2 separate regions of the Anser cygnoides genome follow, and region 1 is linked to region 2. A link is a contact called in public Hi-C data. All regions are on one chromosome and are shown on one strand. Each heading gives the region's core, a stretch centred on a gene start, on an enhancer-like site or on the middle of the called end of the contact. The rest is flanking DNA. Distances are from core to core; before and after follow the strand shown. Region 1 holds the start of STEEP1 (STING1 ER exit protein 1). Region 2 holds the start of FAAH2 (fatty acid amide hydrolase 2).

What was found. Hi-C and Micro-C count contacts between places; a contact is called where the count stands out from the background.
Region 1: a Hi-C map of liver shows a contact between it and region 2, with 2.4 times the contacts expected there. The contact joins the promoter of STEEP1 here to the promoter of FAAH2 in region 2. A contact is called at or near these places in 2 of 7 Hi-C or Micro-C datasets (both in liver).

Annotation. Positions count from the first base shown.
Region 1 is chr13:7,224,267-7,227,770 of Taihu_goose_T2T_genome, reverse strand. STEEP1 (STING1 ER exit protein 1) reads right to left here and starts at 2,181. Exons shown (of 7, transcript XM_067004816.1): 1 at 2,006-2,181; 2 at 1,792-1,909; 3 at 1,662-1,703; 4 at 1,066-1,204; 5 at 511-600; 6 at 262-354. The coding sequence starts at 2,129. UBE2A (ubiquitin conjugating enzyme E2 A) reads left to right here and starts at 2,364. Exons shown (of 6, transcript XM_067004817.1): 1 at 2,364-2,559; 2 at 2,877-2,957; 3 at 3,042-3,067. The coding sequence starts at 2,516.
Region 2 is chr13:6,598,317-6,601,709 of Taihu_goose_T2T_genome, reverse strand. FAAH2 (fatty acid amide hydrolase 2) reads left to right here and starts at 1,374. Exons shown (of 11, transcript XM_048078718.2): 1 at 1,374-1,665; 2 at 1,752-1,834; 3 at 1,921-2,054; 4 at 2,200-2,409; 5 at 2,781-2,900. The coding sequence starts at 1,489.

The DNA.
Region 1 (3,504 bases), core at 932-3,431, 630 kb before region 2:
AGGCCGTGGGAGGTCTCCCTACAAAATTTCTGCTGTCTGCTCTTCAGTTAGTTTTGTAGGTAACTGCATATGATTTTATGTTCAAGAGTGGTAGAAAAATATCTCTACACAACCTGTAAGGGAAAAATGGTCCTGCCAAAGCTACTCGTTACCCATGACTGTACCATATAGTCTCTATACTCATAGTCTGACCAGCCATTTAGCTTGTGCGCAAAGCTAACAGATCTCGGGGACTTCTGTTCAACTCTACAAAACACTCACCAACTCCTGTAGCCTTCTTTTGCTCATTCCTTTCCGTTCCAGCTGTTTCTCGATCACTTTTGCGTTCTGTGCGTAGGAGTCTGCAATCTCCCTCTGCAACACACACACACAGTGCCCCTTTGCAACAGCAAATCCTAAAGCATCAACATCTCATCCCAATGGCGAGATGGTCATCAGCTCTGATCGGTGGCCAGCTGGGACAACTGCCCAACTCCCATACGACTGCCACTATGGGCAGAGAAAACTCACTGCTTCGATCTCTTCCTCCTCTTCATCAATTGTGGAGACCGTGACAGAACTGAACTTGCCCATGTCTTTGGTCCGTTTGGTCATCATCACCTAGATAAGAAGCAAAGTATTTTGTTAAACCCGGGAAGAGTTGTGCCACTAGGGGCTACTTCCCCCTCCAAAGCTTTTAAGACTTCTCACGCAAGGCATAAAGATTTCCTGAACCTGTGTGTGGCACAGAATTATCCCCAATAATTTCTGGGCATAGTGCTGTCATTATCAGAGGCAAACTCACTGACATGCAGTAGATTAGCCAGGTTTTGAGAATCGCCATGCAGATTACCAGCCTGATCTATTTACAAATGGAGACTTTCTGGTAACTGAGCCCCAAAATGAGGCAAAGTCCAGACTGCCAAATTTGTTTTGCTTTTCTTTAGTGCTAGGACTCCAAGCTGCAGCGACCTCTCCAATTATAAACTTAAGGCAAACAGACAGGGAGAAGATGCAGAACTGTGTAACTGTTTATGGGTCCTTCTCTTCCTCTTGCTTTTTCTTTCCTCCCCTGGAGCAGGTTACCTTTTTGGGAGGTTCTTGCTTCTGAGTATATATGTTTGTTTTCCCAAAGCCCTGCCCAAACTTGACCACAGCACCATCAACGATGAATGTCACCGGAGCGTTCTTCTGCTGGTGTTGATAAAAGAGCAGCAGTCCACACCTGGAATAAAAGCACATCTGTGTGCGAGAAAACGAGCGTTCTGGCTTCCTATAGCTACCCAGCAGGCAGACTGAAAACTACCAAGGAAAGCCACCACCACACTCCTACTCTTGCAAAAATTAAGGGTTGAAGGGTACTATAAGAGGTTGAAGAATCTGTTCAGAAGTGAAGAGTGAAGACATGAGAATAAATCTGCCGCCATTAAAATCAAAACCCACTAATTAATCTTTAATTGCACTAGGATGCCCATTTCCCTTTGCACACTCAGCTCCTGCTCTCCCAAGCCACGAAACCGAGCTGTACAGCTGCAGCAGGAGTCGAGGTGACAGCACAGTGCCCTGGCAGGAGGAGCAGAGGTTCTGGAGCCATCACAGGGAGCAAACACCCTCTGTAGGGGATCACAGGCAGCTTACACAGAGCAGGGAGCCGGCTGCAGACAACACGCCCCATCACTTACTTGCCGCACTTCTTCCTGAACTGCCGCTCGATGCCTTCGGGCCTGGGGGCACAGAGGGGGCTCAGGGGGTTGCGGGGCGCACAGCAGCCCGCAGCGGCCCCCCCCCAGCCCCCGGATAGCGGCTCCCCACCTGCGCAGGAAGACGCTCTCCTCCTCCTCGGCGTTGCAGAACTTGTGCGCGTGCTTGGCGGCGTCCATCACCCGGGCGCGGTCCCGCGGCCGCATGGGCAGCTTCTCCAGCTGGCAGTCTGCGGGGGGGGGCGGGGGGGGCCGTGAGGGGGCCCGGCCCGGCCCGGCCCGGCCCTGCCCTGCCCTGCCCGGCCCCGTCCCCCCGCCCCGCTCACCCAGCACGAGCACCATCTGCCCGCACAGGCAGTAGTAGACGTGCAGCGGCTTCTCGCCGTCGTCGTACTCCTCGCGGTCGCGGGTGTCGGAGCACACCACGGAGCGCGACACCACCTTCGGCATGGCGGCGGGGGGCGGGGCCTCGGCGTCGTGGGCGTGGCCACCTCACGGGGGGCGTGGTCACCTCACGGGGGGCGTGGCCACATCATCACGGGGGCGTGGCCACCTCACAGGGGGCGTGGCCGCGGCGCGGCGCCCCCGCAGCATCCGGCTCCTCCCTCTCCCCCCCCCGCCCCCCCGCGGCGCTTGGTACGTGCCGGGAGCGCCCGGCGGCAGCGCAGCGCTCGGCGCAGCCCACGCTCGCCGCCTCCCCCCCCTCCCCCCGCAGTGGTAGCGGCCGCGATCGTTCCCGGCCGCCGCCTCAGCCCGAGCCTCCCGCCGCCGCCGCCGCTGCCGGGCGCCCCGCGCTGCCCGCGGCCGTGTATGAGCGATTCGTAAGGGCGGCCGCCATGTCCACCCCGGCCCGTCGGCGCCTCATGCGGGACTTCAAGAGGTAGCGGGGGTGGCGGGGGGGGGAGGCCGAGGGGCGCCGCGCCCGGCCGCCGGCAGAGGAGGGGGCAGCGCAACATGGCGGCGGGGCAGGGCGCGCTCCGCAGATTGCGTAGCGCCGGGCCGCGCCGCCTGCCTGCGGGTTACGCCGTTTGCGCAGCGGCGGGCGGCTACCTGCCGGGGCTACGCCGAGTGCGTAGGGGCGGGGGAGGAGCGGGGGAAGCTGAGGGGACGGGGGGCGGCCTAGAGGGGACCGGGGGGGACACGGGGGGGGGCACGGGGACACCTGGTCCCGGCGCTGAGGCCCGGCTGTGCCCGCAGGCTGCAGGAGGACCCCCCGGCCGGCGTGAGCGGGGCCCCCTCCGAGAACAACATCATGGTGTGGAACGCCGTCATCTTCGGGTGAGTGGGGCCGGGGGCGGCGGCGGGGCTCCCCCTGGGGCCGGGCGGCCCGCGGTAACGCTGTGCTCTGCTTCCCTCCCGCAGGCCCGAGGGGACCCCCTTCGAGGACGGTGAGTGAGGTTGTGGGGGGCTGCGTCCTGCCCCGGGGGGCTCCGTGCTGTCCCGGGGCTGGCTTCCTCGGGGGGGGCTTGGCAACAGGTGGGGGCCTGGGGACACGGGAGGGACGAGGGCGGGTGTCCCACTGCCCACCCACGTACCCAACACCCACTAAACTCGGTTTTCTGCCCTGCTCCGAGGAAGCGTGAGGCCCACTGCTAGGCTGGCTTACAAAAACATGCAAAAAAAAAAACAACAGCAACATCGGGGCTTGTTTATAGTTGCTAAACCTGGGTATCTGAAGGCTAATTTAACCTTATTAAGGTTTCGTTGAGCCCTGGGTGGCGTTTTTGGGGATCCTTGTGTTTGGAGCGATGTCAAACTTGGTGTAGAAGTGCTGTCATTCCGAATTATTTGATTTCTGTGTGTTGTTCTGACACTGAAAGTGCTT
Region 2 (3,393 bases), core at 125-2,624:
TTGGGCAGAAGAGATTTTGCTCCTACCGCTCTCTGCCAACATTTGGGCAGGACTTGAGGGGGAACAACAGCAAATTTGCCAGAAAAATGACAAGAGCAGCACTGGGACGGTGATTAGGAGGGGCACTCTCTCCGTCTCCTTCCTGAGGATGGATGTCAGTGCTCTCGCTCTGGCAGAAGCCTGTGGGACAGACCCAGGCTCCCCCAAGATCTGAAGATGCCTTCTCATTGCTAGCTCCACATCAGCAACGTGAAGGCGCTGCTGCCAGATTTCACGGGCCAAGTTTTAACAAGTCCTGTCTTACTGTTTCTTCTAAGCAGGTGACTTTGGGGCTTTGCTAAGCCACGATTACGCAGAGATGCAGACACGAGGAAACCTTTCTAATCTGCCCCTGTTGTAATCTGAGGGTGTGTAGGTGCTTAAATATTGCAGGGGAAAGTGCAAAGACCACATGAGGACCTAGATAAGGCCACCTGCGCAGGTGTTTCAGCAATGTCAGGGAACACAGAGTGGTTCCCTGCTGCTGCACTGCCGGAGGCACACACGGGAACACGGAGAGTGGCGGGGGACCCATGCCAATGCTGGGTCAGGGCAGACCTGTCAGGGAAAAAAAAAGAGATTGGGTTATTAAAATCATTGGGGGAAAAAAATGTCCCATCGCCACGCGGGACTAAGGGACTCCCCCCCCTTTTACAGGGAAAATAATCTCTTTGATAACAGCTGTATAAAAAAAAATACTATCAAGATGATAGTATTGATGCTAGGCTTGTTTTCACAGGTCAGAGGTTGCTCCGGCATCCTCGTGGGGCGTGAACGCCCCAAGTTGGACTAGATGGAGTCGGACTAGGTGATCTAGGAGTTGGACTCGATGATCCTCATGGGTCCCTTCCAACCCGGGGTATTCTGTGAGTCTGTGATTCTACAAGTTACTTCCACAAACGCTGACGCTTTGGCTTCGCAGTCATAAAAGGTTTTCACAACAGCCAAATCCCCTCAGCCCCCTGGAGCTCTGCGGGGAAATGCGACCCCCGGGGCGGCGGGGGGCTGCGACGGGTCGGGGCGCTGCATTCAGGCACGCCTTGTTTGTTTGTTCCCCGCACCATCAGCTCCCGCGGCGCTCGCCCCGAGGCCGGAGGCGATGACCCCAAAGGCCAAGCTCCTGAGGGCCGCCTCGGGGCTCTCTCAGCGCGGCCACCTCACCACCGCTTCCCCGGGACCACCCCAACCCCCGGCGGCCATTTTGCCGCGGCGCTGCGAGCCCGGCGCCCTACGCTGGTTGCGCGCCCTACGCCGCCTGCGCAGCGCCGCGCGCCGTTACCACGGCAACCGCGCCCTCCTTCCGCGGCGGCGCCGCCGACGTCACTGCCCCGCCCGCCCCCGGCCGCACTAGGAGCACTAGGAGCACTAGGAGCACTAGGAGCACTAGGAGCACTAGGGGCACTAGGGGCACTAGGAGCACTGGTAGCACTAGGGGCGCCGGGAGCGGCCATGGCGCTGTCGCGCGCGGAGCGGTGCCTGGCGCTGCTGCTGCGGCTGCTGTCCCGCGCCTGCCTGGCGCTGCTGGGGCTGGCGGCCCCCGCGACGCCCCGCGCCGTGCCCCCACCGCGCCGCTCGCTGCTGCTGCTGCCCGCCCGGCAGCTGGCGAAGCGGCTCCGGCAGCGGCAGGTGGGCACCCAGGGGTGCTGGGGGGAGGGGGCGTAGGGTGTGTGGGGGGCACCCTCGTCGCTGAGCACCTTCCTCCTCCTCCCCAGGTGACGTGCGTGGAGGTGGTGGAGGCCTACATCGAGAGGATTAGGGAGGTGAATCCGCTGATCAACGCCGTCGTCAAGGACAGGTAGCGCGGGGGCTACCTTATCCCCCTTATCCGCCCCCATGCTTCGCAGCAGCACCGGAGCTGCCTCTCCCCTGGGTTCTGCGCAGGTTTGAGGAGGCCCTGCAAGAAGCCCGGCAGGTGGACAAGCTGCTGGCAGAGAGCCCCGGCGAGGACTACCTGGAGGAGAAGTTCCCCTTCCTGGGGGTCCCCATCACCGTCAAGGAGGCCTTCTCGTTGCACGGTGGGTTCGCCCCCGTGCCTCTTGCAGCAGGAGCGAGGCGGTGGCATGCAGCACCTTGGGTGGCGGGTGGCCGCTACAAGGAGCTCAGGGGGAAGCGGCGTCCCTCTCCCCGCCTGCCTCCCCTTTGATGACCCTTGCCTTGCAGGGATGCCCAACACCTCCGGCCTGGTCAACCGCCGCAACGTCATCGCCACCTCCGATGCCACCGTCGTGTCACGGCTGAAGCAAGCTGGCGCCATCCCGCTGGGGGTGACCAACTGCAGCGAGCTGTGCATGTGGTACGAGTCCAGCAACAGGGTCTATGGCCGGACCAACAACCCCTATGACCTGCAGAGGATCGTGGGGGGCAGCTCAGGTGAGCACGCTGCTCTGGGAGGAAAGGGTCAAAATGCAAAAAGGAAATTGCTCCCACTGCACGCTGCTTTAACTTGCTGCTGGGCTCCTGCAGAGCTTGCAGGCATTGTCCGGGGCAGTGCAGGAGGTGATTTGTAGGCGCAACGTCTTCACACCTCCTGGGTGTCACACTTGGCACTGCTTTATCTTGCTGTGGGTACAAAGAGCAGTGCAGATGTGGCATTTAAGCAAAAATCCCCTTGGCCTGTTTTCCCAGACATTGCAAAAGTGGCTCCCACCCTGCGTGCACACAAAGGGAAGTGCCTACTGCAGGATGCTTCTGCTTGTTCTGCACTATAAACCACCGTTCTTGCTTTATTTTCTCCTGTGCAGGTGGGGAGGGCGGTGTCCTTGCAGCCGCCTGCTCGGTGATAGGTGTGGGCTCCGACATCGGCGGCAGCATCCGGATGCCAGCTTTCTTCAACGGCGTCTTTGGCCATAAACCCACCACAGGTGAACCTCTGCAGGTGAAATGCACAGAGGAGGAGGGCTGTGGGAGGAAGCTCCTCTGCTTGCCTCCAGTGGGTTTTTCCACTGTGGGGCTGCCACGCACTGACAAGCAAATTCTTGCACGGGGCAAGCCCACTGCGTGAGCGCCGCAATGAGAAACCATCTGATGGCAGGATGTCAAGTGCATGGGAGGCGGGAGGTGTCTTGTGACAGGTATTGCATCCCCAGCGTGGGATGTTTTTCCAGCACTGGTATATGCTGCTTGGGTGTTTCCCTGACAGCAAGGACACAGGGCGCTTTCAGGTGGCGTCAGGGGTGGTTTTTAGCCTGGCAGAGTGCTTGGCTGTGCCAGCCAGCTGCTTTTCCCCCTTGTGCACATTGCCCTGGGGTTGAGAACGCGCTGAGGAACACCACTGGAAATTCCTGGAGCACCAGTGCAATCCCCAGGGTACCTGTGCAAATGCCTGGAGCAGAAACACAATCCCCAGGGCACCAT